Linked DNA regions of Mus musculus: regions 1 and 3 are each linked to region 2. The links are chromatin contacts, called in public HiChIP or PLAC-seq maps. All regions are on one chromosome and are shown on one strand. The core of a region is the stretch at or near the end of the contact, and the rest is flanking DNA. Distances in the headings are between cores, read along the strand shown.

Region 1 (4,188 bases), core at 663-3,162, 110 kb before region 2:
CAAAATGAAGAGCTCATGAGCCGGTAGCCAGGTCAAAGCAAATGGTTGAAGACTGGGAAATAAAACCAATGCAATGTCTGTTGAGAGGGAAATATATACGTCTTACTCTCTGGGAACCGGCACCCTGGCAACTCCCAAAAGCCGCACGGATGGATGGGGAAGGGATTCGTAAGGGTCCACCTCTCCCCGAGGCGCCCCTGGCAGTTAATGGTTGCTAGGGGGAAGGCAGTCGTATTTTCCAGAGTGCAGCCACTGGTAAATTGCCCATGCTCCAGTAAATAACCCCCTGCCCACGCCCAGCGGGTCACAGGCAAAACAGCAAAAAACAAAACCCAAAAGGCACAGTAAGAAATACAAGCGCGACTCGCTGGGAAAAAGATGTTCAAGGAGGAATGGGGTGGAATGGGTAATGGGGGATGTGTGTGAAGACGACCAGAGACATATACATGTATAAAATCATCAAAGAATGTTTTTAAATATTTAAACCAGAAGTTGGAGCTGAGAGGATGGCTCAGCAGGTAAAGGCACAACCCTAATGATATGAGTTCGTCCCTGGAGCCCACCAGAAGGTGGGAAAGAGCCGCTCGTTAGAGTTATCCTCTAACTTACTTCTGCAGGTAAACACGCTTGTATGGCACCCCTTCCCTGACGACGACGACAACAACAATAAATTTAAAGGCCGAAAGTGTTTCAATAAGACAAAATGAGCAACCCTTTAAATTATTGCTGATGACTAGATTTTTGTGGTCCCTCCCCCCCCCCCCTTGCATAAAGCCAGCCCTTGAGGTGGTTTTTGGAGACAAGCTTTTGAGAAGTCGTAGATAAGTCAGAACATAGAAGTATGTTTTAGGCTGGTGAGATTAATGTTTCTTTAAGAAGAGATGCCAAGGATCTGTTTTCCTCTGTGTTAACCATGTGTTAAAGCAGAAGAAGTCTCGTCAGGGTCAAACGGCCCAGCGTCTAGGTCTTAGCTTCCAACCCATGGAACTGTGTGGTGTTGTAGGGGGTTTTGGTTTTGGTTGGGTCGTTTTGGTTGTAGTTTAAGTTACCTACTCTGTGGTTTTGTTATAGCACTCTAAAGAGATCAATATGTGTTTAAATTTGTAAAGCAACAGCAAAACAAAATAAAGAACAAAACAAAAAACAAAAAAACCCACTACTGTCCTTCTTTACAGAGTCACAATATCAACCCGCTACATCTCGGAAACTGTGACTGTGTGTGTTAAAAATTAGCTTGTTTTTGCTTCTTTATCAGTTGTGAAACATGAAAGTGTGAGTAATTCATCTCAATATGCTAAAGTGTGTCACAACCTAAAAGTCACAGTCCTCAAATAGACACTAAAATACACCAGTGTGGTGGCTCAGTTAGGAGGCTAAGGTCAGCCCAAGCTGCAGAAGACCCTGTCTCAAAAAATAAATGTGTGTGTGTGTGTGTGTACAGGTACTTTTAATAGTGTGTATATATAAGTAGTTCTTTAATAACTCAGTAAATAATCAAATAAACACTAATAAAAATAGCTCTGTTGTGGTTTAAAATTAATATTAATTGGGAGTTTCTACCCTTCCTTTGATCATTCAGTTCCCAGATAAAAGTCTTTACATTTATAATGAACCTTAACAGCAGTGGAGTTGGGCAGATATCGACCTTCTGTGCTATTTTATCTACTTCCCTATCAATAGCCCAGTTATAACTTGCCATGTTCTGCCTGGACTGCTCTTACTCCAGCCCTCATGGCCATGTTTTCATAATTCACCTGCCCGTTGGTGTCTTCTCTCCCATCACCTCTTTCCCTCCTCCCTCTCACGGTCCTACCTCAAACAGCAAGCCTGGGAGCTGAAATTTCACCTACCTTTCTTCTGCCCAGCTATAGGCGGTAGGCATCTTAATTCAACCAATAGTTTTACACTAGGGAACAAGGTTTGCACAACAAAGGCTGGTAAAGGTGAGAATTCACTCCTAGGCCTAGACAGAGTTTAGCATTATAATACATAGCAACAGACAAAACCTCAACAGAGCTCTTTAGTAACTCAGTAAATCTCAAAATACCAAATCCTCTGTACTTGTAACTTGAAGGTGTGTCTCAGCTCTGAAGTCTTGGAAGACAGTCATTTTAGTAAATTTAAGAACAGCTTTTCTTTGCTCAGCGTGAATAGCATTTGGACATATTTGTGGAGGTAAGATGTGTGACCTAAAATAAGAACTTCTATAATCTGAGTATGAAGTCACTAAGCAACAGGACCATTTTGTTTTGCTTGTATTAGACTGTTCCTTATTCTGGAACTTCCCTCTGAAGACACTGGTTATAAAGTATCTCTATCAGCCTCACCTAGGGGATACATCACAGTGCAGCTATGAGGTTCCAAAGACACAAAGCGTCTCCCACTGTCCTGGGAAGACTGCCCAAGCAAGACTTCCTCTTAGCACATGCTCAGCAGGTCAACAGCCAGAGACAGGCAAAATGTAAAGTCGAGGGCTTCCCAAAGTCCACTCCTGGAGAATGCCTCTGAGTCCAGATTGCCTGAAATTAAAGAGCAAGACTTTTAACCAAGTTCATCCCCACCTTAAAGAAAAACCAAGAGCTATTCAGACAGTACCTGTCTGCTCAGTGAGTCTGCCATCATCTACACTCCCCAGAGGCTCCCCCTTGGCCTAGGAGGTACCTCATGCCTGTGATCCCAGAACTCAGGAGGCTGAGGCAAGAAGACTTGCAAATTCAAGACCAGCTTGGGCTACATAGTGATTTCCTGACTAGCCTGGACTACAAAGTGAGACCCTGCCAATAAAACAAACGAACAGCCACTGTGGACCTTTCTCTCATCCTTGCTAATATTAAGGCTAGGCATCTGGAAGTTAAGAATTTGAGAAGATGTAAGATTTCAAAAATAAAACTCATGCTTTAGATCCTATGGAATTCAATTTAATTCACAATTCAATCAAGAAAACAAAATATCTAGCTGAAATGGTGGCACCTGCCTGTAATACCACCTACCCAAGAAACTGAGGCAGGAAGACAGCAAGTCCCATCTCAGTATAGAACAGTTTAAAGGGGAGATAGCTCAGTGGGTAAGGCCTTGCTCTACTAATGAGATGTTAACCGTCTCCTCAGAGACTAAAACACCACATCCTGCAGGAAGCTCCTTAAACAGAATGGTCAAACAACTAAAAATAGCTTCCAAAAGTCCCTGAAAATGACCAAATTCATTAGACCCCCCCCCTCACTGAGAAAGTAAGTCATAAAAGCAGAGAGTCCCCCTCAGACAGAAGAGAGAGCTGAGCTGCGAAGAAGACTGAGACCAGACCAGCTCTCTGGAAGAAACAGGAACCAGCAGAGCTGCCTGTCAGAGGTTTAGACCAACTGAATCCCCTGGAAAGGACAATTCTTCAGCCTGTTGAGCTACCTGCAGGCTGTGCAGATGTGAGCTGTCTGTCACCCATGCTGGGATGGACCTTGGAGATGCAGCTGTCTTTGAGTCATTTCTGCTCCTGTAAGTAACCCCTCACCTGGATTCCTGTAAGTAACCCCAGTCAAGCTCATTTGTTTCACCAAGTTGGGCTTGGGTGGTACATGTGCCTTGGTCTGTTGTGGGCTCCCTATCTGAGGCTGAGATGTGTGTGCTGCGACTCTGCATGAAAGATTTTGTCACTCAACATGAGACCCTGAGTCCAGATCTTTAGCACCCATGTCAAAAGGCAGGCATGGGGGTGCACATCTGTACCCCATGTGTAGGTAGAGACAGGTGGGTCTCCAGAGGGTGATGAAGAGCTTGTTACCCAGTCACTGAATTCTGGGCTTAGAGAAAGAGCCTGTCTCAAAACATAAGGTAGAGAGCAATAGTGAAAGATACCAGACTTCTGGCCTACAAACACATACACACACACACACACACACACACACACACACATTCACATTCATACAGATACTACACAGACAGTTACACACACATGCACACTCATTAGTGCACGCACACACATTCATATACACACACATATTCATAATACACTGCACAGACACACACACTCATATATACACTACACAGACATACATACACACAATTCATATATACACGACACAGACATACACAAACACATTCACACACATATTCATATATATACTATACATACACATACACTCACATTCATGTATATATACACAGATATACACACACACACATACAACACACACACAC
Region 2 (3,997 bases), core at 1,152-3,651:
CAGTAGACCACCCATGCTGCCAATGACCCCACAGAGTTTTCAATAAAATCAGGTATCTGGTTGTAATGGGGAAAATGTACAAGGGAGCACTGTAAGGTCAGTTTTGAAATACCCAATTTATCTTTAATTTCTGTTCTTAAGTATTTCTCAGTTATTCAAAAAGGGTTAGCTTCATCAGGACCACTTTTTTTTGTTTTTGTTTTTGGAGACAGGATTTCTCTGTGTAGCCCTGGCTGTCCTGGAACTCACTTTGTAGACCTCAAACTCAGAAATCCGCCTGCCTCTGCCTGAGTGCTGTGATTAAAGGCGTGGGCCACCACGCCCGGCATCAGGACCACTTTTAACCATTCTTGCAGAGGTACAACCTAGCTACCAATTCAGTAGGTCTGGAGTAAAGCCTCAGAATTTGTACCCGTCAGTTTCCAAAGTGATGCTGAAATTACTTGTCACTAAAACATAAACCCACTGATCACCATGACACCTTAGAACAGCACAACACCGACACTGCCTGGTGGATGAGTGGAACTGCAGCATCCTGAAGGCCAGCGTGAGCAGAGCCAAGAAAGAAAGCAGAGGCAGGAGGATGGAAAGTAAATAGCAAGCAAAATCCAACAACAAACCCCTGCATATCCTTGAGCCTTATTCCACAGTATGGTTTAAACCAGATCCCTGCCAAGTTCCCTGTGTAGTATGTTCATGTTAACCTTTTACCTGAGACACATTTCTCTGTAATGAGTGAATACTCCATTATAATCACTGTTCTTAAAAGAAGTGGTTACTTGTAACGAGCATTCTAGTTTATTGGCAGCCTGTCCTTTTATCAAATCATGCTGTTTTATTGGCCTATTGTATTTTTTACCATATTGTCTGAATTTTTTTGTTTTGTTTTGTTTTCTAAGACAGGGTTTCCTGGCTGTCCTGGAACTTGCTCTGTAGACCAGGCTGGCCTCGAACTTAGTAATCTGCCTGCCTGCCTCTGACTCCCAAGTGCTGGGATTACAGGCATGCGTCACCACTGCCCGGCCTGAAATAATTTTCATGTTTGATCATGTTACAGACGTTAACAGGCTGCATCCCCTAGCTACAATGATTTATATCAGTTTAGGATAAAACATGAAAAAACCCTATACTTTTTCATTCACATGTGTACTAAGGTTGATGAATGTGAAGCTAACTGTTGTAGCTTTAAAGAACCCTGTTGACTCCAGAGTCAGTCTCAGTGCCATCTTAAGTTTGTTGTTTTTATACCAAATCACTGGACAGCTTATTTTCTCAAACAATTTAACAGGTTCTTCCAGCACCCAAACTGAAGATGACGAACAATCATATCTACAACAACAATGGCTATGGAGTGAGCATTCTTCAGCCATCGGAACAGTTCTTTATTGTAGCAGAAGCAGCTCTCAACAAAGGGGCTGCTTCAGGAGATAAGAAAGATGACAAAATGCTCTCCAAAGTCATGCAAACTCTGAATGTGGAAATGAACAACAACAGGATAGAAGCCAACTTAAAGGGGGATATTAGGATAGTCACCGGGTAAAGTGTCTGGATAGGTGTTCGTTCGTGTTTTATAGTTCAGGAATGTGATAAATGATTCTTGTATCTCAGAAATGGTTGTTTTAAATTCAAAGATTAAAATGTTTAAATGCTTGCTGTCTTTCAATTAGTGGTTTTAATGTGTTGGCTAAGATTCTAGCTTTATAAAGGTGAGTCATATGCCACAGAATTTACTCTAGAAAGCATAGCTAAGGGGCTGGGGATGTAGCTCAGAAGGTGAAGTACTGGCCTGGCATGTGAAAGCAAAGCCCTGGGTTCCAGCACCAGCGCCACAGAATCCCCACCCGAATGAAGAATGCCTATGATCCCAGTCCCAGGGAGATGGAGTTAGTGGCCAGCTTGAGCCATTTTTGGTAATTAGGTTCACCTGGATAATCCAGAATACCTCCCCATCCCAGAGACCTTAACCTAAACCACATAAGCAAACTGAACCTTGTCATAATAAAGTATGCTTCGACAGTTCCTGAGAACTAGGAACATTAATGTCTTTGACAACTATTTTTCCTACAACCTGTATTTTCTCAGCCAAGGGAATCTAAATTCAATGGGATGTTTCCTTGATAAGGACCAATACACAGCTTCTTTGTGTGCATACCAACCAGGGACAGAACCATGAGCCTTACAAGTACTAAGCACACATTCTACCATTTGTCACATTACTCCCTCTGAACTTGATAAGCATCCAAAAAAAAAAAAAAGAGGGCCTCAATTGAGTTGTAACAGCCCTGGCTATCCTAGAACCCCCTCACACTGTAGACCAGATTGGCTTGAACTCAAGAGATCCATCCACCTGCCTCTCTGCCTTGAGTGCTGTGATTAATGGTGTGCTCCACCACACCCAGCTACTCCCAGACAGGTGCTCCTGGATGTAGGGAAGGACTGAGCAAGGCAGTTTGCTTCAGTCCCTGCTAAGACTTCCTTCATAACCCTTTCCACCCCAAGATGCTTGACCAGCATAGCAACAGAAACCCTAAGGCACCCCGCTCCCGTAAGCCTTTGTATATACTCAAGATTCGAATTCACTCAGAAGGGTGTTTGTTTTTAAGACAGTGTTTCTCTGTGCAGTCCTGGCTATCCTGGAACTCACTCTGTAGACCAGGCTGGCCTCAAGTGCTGGGACTAAAGGCATGAGTCACCACTGCCCAGATCACACTGCCTTTTAAATGGCTTTTGAAACCCCCACCCACTCTTTAGCAACTCCACAAACTTTTGATGTTCTGGACAAAGGACTTAGCCACTAAGATTGTTACCAAGGTTCCCAGTCTTTCACACAGCTAAAACCTGAAGGATCACAAAGTCTGACAAATGCATTTGTCCCAGCCACAATTAAAAGGCATACAGATCCATCCTTGCACTTCCAAAAAGTGATTTATACCTAAAACCTTCAAATTCAGTAACTGTTTTAGAAGTCAAAAACAATTTTATTAGCACCAATCCAATGTGCTCTGTGACAATTGTGCTTGGATGTCTGCTGTCTGGACAGATCTGAAGATGACCCCATTCATATTCTCTTGATCTGTCCCCATGGTACCAAACTCCAGATTCTAATCTGAACATGGCTTCCAGAAACTGGTGTTTGTTTTCTGTGGTAAACTTTTAATCTGATAACCTCCTTTCAATTTCTTACTATAGGGTAGTAAGGCTACACTATATAATTAATGCTCATATTAAGAACAGCATGTTGGAGCCAGGCGTGGTGGCACACATTTAATCCCAGAATTTGGGAGGCGGAGGCAGGCAGATTTATGAATTTGAGGCCAGTCTGGTCTGCAGAGTGATGGCTCAGCAAGTAAGAGCACTGACTGCTCTTCCTAAAGTCCCAAATTCAAATCACAGCAACATCATGGTGGCTCACAACCATCCATGAGATCTGACCCCCTCTTCTGGTGTGGCAGAAGACAGCTACAGTGTACTTATGTATAATAAATAAACCTTAGGGCTGGAGCGAGCGGAGTTGACTGGAGCAAGCGGAGGTCCTAAAAATTCAATTCCCAACAACCACACGAAGGCTCACAACCATCTGTACAGCTACAGTGTACTCACATACATAAATCTTTTAAAAAAATGAAAGAAAAGCATGTTTAAGTGCAGTGAGATAATCTACTATGCAAGCTACTTAATCTAACTGGTGCTTAGACCTCCATCTCATGTGAAGAGATCACTGCTTTGAGACTGTGGCAATGACATCGACTAACATCCAAATCTGGGAAACTAGAGCTGGAAGAACAAGTTCTGGACCTATGGAGGGCTCTTGAGTTTCAATACTGAAAAACATGACTATACTCAATGGTTCTCTGTAACTCCAGACTACAAATCTTAGGCTCCCACCATATAGGGGGGTGAACAGTGCATACAACTCAACTTCACATTTCTCAAAGTTATTTATTCCACCCCAAATGGAGCATGTGGGATTTTCTAATTCTTACTTTTCATACCATGT
Region 3 (3,778 bases), core at 228-2,727, 79 kb after region 2:
TCTCTCTCTCCCCCTTTCTCTAACTCTACTACATCCCCAACTCCCCTCCCCATGCCCTAAATAAATTCTATTCTATACTATACCATCGTGTGGCAGGTCCCTCAGGGGAAAGGGATGCCTCAGCATGGCCTGCAGAGTCCCCTTCCCCCACATAGTACCAAACCTCCAAACATATCCCTGGCATCCTTTTCTTTTTTATAAAACACAACAGCATGCAGAAAGGAAAATTTTGTAAAAGACCACAGCAAGGCAGTTCTTTCAGAATCCAAATGTACATAGGCTTTCTTCAAAACATCTGGAGATAGAACTCTTCTACTCAAGAGCTTCATCTAAAGTAAAAGATATAGCAGGAAATGTGGATTCGAGGGCTGAGCCAGATCACCGGGTCCTGACTGGCATTAAAGGGAGTGTGCTCAGTTCCCAGGACATGCAGGACTCTGCAGCTAAGAACATGAGCTCCGTTTACCAAGAACATAACATGGGATGGGACAGATGGCTCAGTGGTTATGAGCACTGGCTTGTTCTTTCAGGACCTGGGTTCAATTCCAAGCACTAACATGGTGGCTTACAATTGTCTGTAACGCAAGTGTTTTAATAAAAAAAGAAAAAGAAGCCAGGGACATGTTTGGAAGAGGCATGAACTTGTATGGTGCATGGGAAGGGGGTACCTCTGCTCGCCCATGCTGAGGCATCCCTTCCCTCTGAGGTACAGTCACAGGAAGGTATAGAATAGAAAAGAGAGCCGGGCCGGGTGTGGTGGCGCGCACGCCTTTAATCCCAGCACTCGGGAGGCAGAGGCAGGCGGATTTCTGAGTTCGAGGCCAGCCTGGTCTACAAAGTGAGTTCCAGGACAGCCAGGGCTATAGAGAGAAACCCTGTCTCCAAAAACCAAAAAGAGTTTATTTAGGGCATGGGGATGGGAGTTGAGGAGGTAGAAGAGATGGAGAAAGACAAAGAGAGTAGAGACTGACCTTGAACACATGGAAAGAGGAGGGGAGAGGGGGGATAGAGGGGGACGAGAGGAAGAGAATAAGAGAAGAGGAGCAAGAGAAGAGAGTGAGGAGAGGGCCAGCAGTCCCCTTTATAAGGAGTCAGGCACATCTGGCTGTTGCCAGGTAACTGTAGGGCGGAACCTAGAAGAAATGCTAACAAATCTGACATCTTTTTCTGGCCTTTGTAGACAGCAAGCACACTTGTGGTACACCTACATACTGTCCCGGTTTCAGACCCGGGACAAGCAGCTGAGATGTGTATTTAACATACCAAAGCCGACCTGGCCTCCAGGTTCTTCCAGCATCCCTCAGTTCCTACCTCTTACAGGGCATGGGCACAGCCTGCCCTCTACCCTGAACTTTCCAGCCCAAGAGCTGGGCTTCCTATCATCCAGACATTTTGGTTCTCTCCTCCCCACCTCTCTCTGCATCTCTCTCTCTTCTCTCTCTGCATACATGCTTTCTCTCTTTTTCTTCCGCTCTGTCTCGCTCTCCATGGCAACTGCACTGACCCCCTTCCTTTGTGGCTGGTGAAGAGCTACTCCCCAGTAAACCTGCCTTTCTACCTTAATTTGGTTTGCATTCGCTCATTTCGTTGGCGCAGATAACTTACCACATACACTCATACAATAAAACGAATAAATAATAAAAGTATTCATAAAAAGAAAAGTGACAAGGGGGGGGCAAACTCCAGAGGAAAAGAATACAGAAAGAGGAATCCTCTGTAGGAAGAGAAAAAGCTGACCTCAGCTTCCCGGAGGAGCTGCAGCTGCGTGGCAGCAGGGCAGGACTTCCCGCCCTCCATCAAACAAAGGAAACCTCAGCCCTGCTTCTGCATTTCGCGGCCTCACAGCTCCCCTCACAGCTCCCCTCACAGCTCCCTCACAGCTCCCCTCACAGCTCCCCTCACAGCTCCCTCACAGCTCCCCTCACAGCTCCCCTCACAGCTCCCCTCACAGCTCCCCTTCCCCAGCTCGAATCCACCTTTGCACTGCTGCAGAACCACTCCCGCCCCAGGACTGAATGAAAGAGAAACTTCACGGAAAGACAGTAAGCTTGTACTGCAGGAGCCTACAGACAGACAAAGTTGAACTAAAGACATAAGAGCAACATGGCAGAGGGAGGAAGGGGGACGGACTTTGACATTAGTTAGCATGCCTAAGTCTAAAGAATAGAGCAGTCTGGAGAAAGCAAGCAACGTGGTACGCACACCTTTAATCTCAGCATCAGAGGCAGGTGAGTCTCTGAGTTCAAGCAAGCCTTGTCTATATAGTGAGATAGTCAGACCTATGTCAAAAGATCCTGTCTCAAAAAATAAAAATAAAAAATAAAATAAAAATACTAGGGCATTAGTTCCTGTCACACTGCACCTGCTATCCCAACATTTGGGTGGTGGAGACAGGAGGATCAAAAGTTCAAGGTCAGCCTAAGTTACTTAAGACCCAGTTTCAAGGACATCAAAACAAGCTGGGCGTGGTGGCACACGCCTTTAATCCCAACACTGAGGCAGAGGCAGGCGGATTTCTGAGTTCAAGGCCAGCCTGGTCTACAAAGTGAGTTCCAGGACAGCCAGGGCTATACAGAGAAACCCTGTCTAGAAAAACCAAAACCAAAAAAAAAAAAAAAAAAATCAAGGTCATCTTTGGTTACATAATGAGTTGAACCAGGCCAGCCAGGTTAACAAAAGTCTCTCCCTTAGGGGAAAATAAAAGAGTTTGGAGGGATGAGTCAATGGGTAAAGGAGCCTTGCTGAGAAGTCTAAGGATCAGAGTTCTATCCCCAGGACCCACTCGATGAAAAGACCTGACTCTTTCAAGCTGTCCTCTGACCTTCACACACACTCTCTCTTTTTTAAATTTATTTTTATTTGTGGGAGGGGTGGTGGTTTCAAGACAGGTTTCTCTGTGTATCCCTGGCTGTCCTGGAGCTCACTCTGTAGACCAGGCTGGCCTCAAACTCAGAAGCTCACACTCTCAAACATCATGATGGTGATGATAATAATAATCATAATGATAATAAAGGAACTTGGCAGGTGATTCAGCCTGCTTCAGTTCGAAAACAAACCACGGGGCAGTAGTGGCGCACACTTTTAGTTCCAACACTCCAAGGCAGAGGCAGGTGGAGCTCTGAGTTCGAGGCCAGCCTGGTCTACAGAGCAAGTTCTAGGACAGCCAGGGGGGTACAGTGAAACCCTGCTTCAAAAAAATCAAAACTTAAACCAAATCAAAATGATACCAAAAACCCAAACCACCCAAAATAGACAAATAAAAATAAACAAACATAGTAAGAAAAAAAGTCTACCTAACATCGCTCTGGCAAGCTGTGCTAGCATCCCACCATTGGGGATGAAGAAGCCTCCCCATGTAGACACCAGCTTTGGGCTCCTCCAATCCACACTTAGCTATATAGGAAGGGGGGGGGGGCTTGCTCAGCTGTTACTACTAACCGACAATATCTTGTCTCTATCTGAATACTTCCAACCACGTCTTTGTCTCCGTGTATACTTAATCAGACCTGGGAAGTGTTGGATTTTACAACCTGCTTCTCAATTGGATGGAAAGAAGACTGAGGGCAAAGACGTTGCTCCAGCTCCCCGGTGTGATGCATTGGGGAGCTGGCTAGTTTTATGTCAATCTGACACAAGGTAGGGTCATCTGGAAAAAAGGAATCCTAATGAGAAAATACCTCCATAGATTGGCCTGTAGGCAAGTCTTCAGGCCCTAGAATCAAAGGCAGTGGTTCTCAGCCTGACAGGAGTCACATAGCAGATAATTAACATTATGATT

Evidence for each region. HiChIP or PLAC-seq counts read pairs in DNA pulled down with a chosen protein or histone mark.
Region 1: an H3K27ac HiChIP or PLAC-seq map of embryonic stem cells shows a contact between it and region 2, with 5 read pairs. The contact joins two enhancer-like sites. A contact is called at or near these places in 1 of 115 datasets of contacts at active chromatin or transcription factors (embryonic stem cells) and 1 of 9 other capture datasets (adipose tissue).
Region 3: a contact with region 2 is called in an H3K27ac HiChIP or PLAC-seq map of embryonic stem cells, with 5 read pairs. The contact joins two enhancer-like sites. A contact is called at or near these places in 6 of 39 promoter capture datasets (cranial neural crest, frontonasal cranial neural crest, liver and 3 more), 2 of 484 Hi-C or Micro-C datasets (brown adipocytes and liver) and 1 of 115 datasets of contacts at active chromatin or transcription factors (embryonic stem cells).

The regions. Positions count from the first base shown.
Region 1 is chr1:153,346,004-153,350,191 of GRCm38.p6, forward strand. No RefSeq gene overlaps it. Among named protein-coding and RNA genes, the nearest start is that of Lamc1, 15 kb to the left of the region's middle. Within about 2 kb of position 1,913, at least 10 of the 459 cell types and tissues checked have an H3K27ac peak or open chromatin away from gene starts, as enhancers often do. A contact at or near this core is called in embryonic stem cells, where this site is marked.
Region 2 is chr1:153,450,925-153,454,921 of GRCm38.p6, forward strand. Shcbp1l (Shc SH2-domain binding protein 1-like) reads left to right here. Exons shown (of 10, transcript NM_001033162.2): 10 at 1,289-1,650. The coding sequence ends at 1,540. Among named protein-coding and RNA genes, the nearest start is that of n-TIaat13, 5.7 kb to the right of the region's middle. Within about 2 kb of position 2,402, at least 17 of the 459 cell types and tissues checked have an H3K27ac peak or open chromatin away from gene starts, as enhancers often do. A contact at or near this core is called in embryonic stem cells, where this site is marked.
Region 3 is chr1:153,530,629-153,534,406 of GRCm38.p6, forward strand. The region is part of intron 4 of Npl (N-acetylneuraminate pyruvate lyase); the gene reads right to left. Among named protein-coding and RNA genes, the nearest start is that of Npl, 17 kb to the right of the region's middle. Within about 2 kb of position 1,478, at least 148 of the 459 cell types and tissues checked have an H3K27ac peak or open chromatin away from gene starts, as enhancers often do. A contact at or near this core is called in embryonic stem cells, where this site is marked.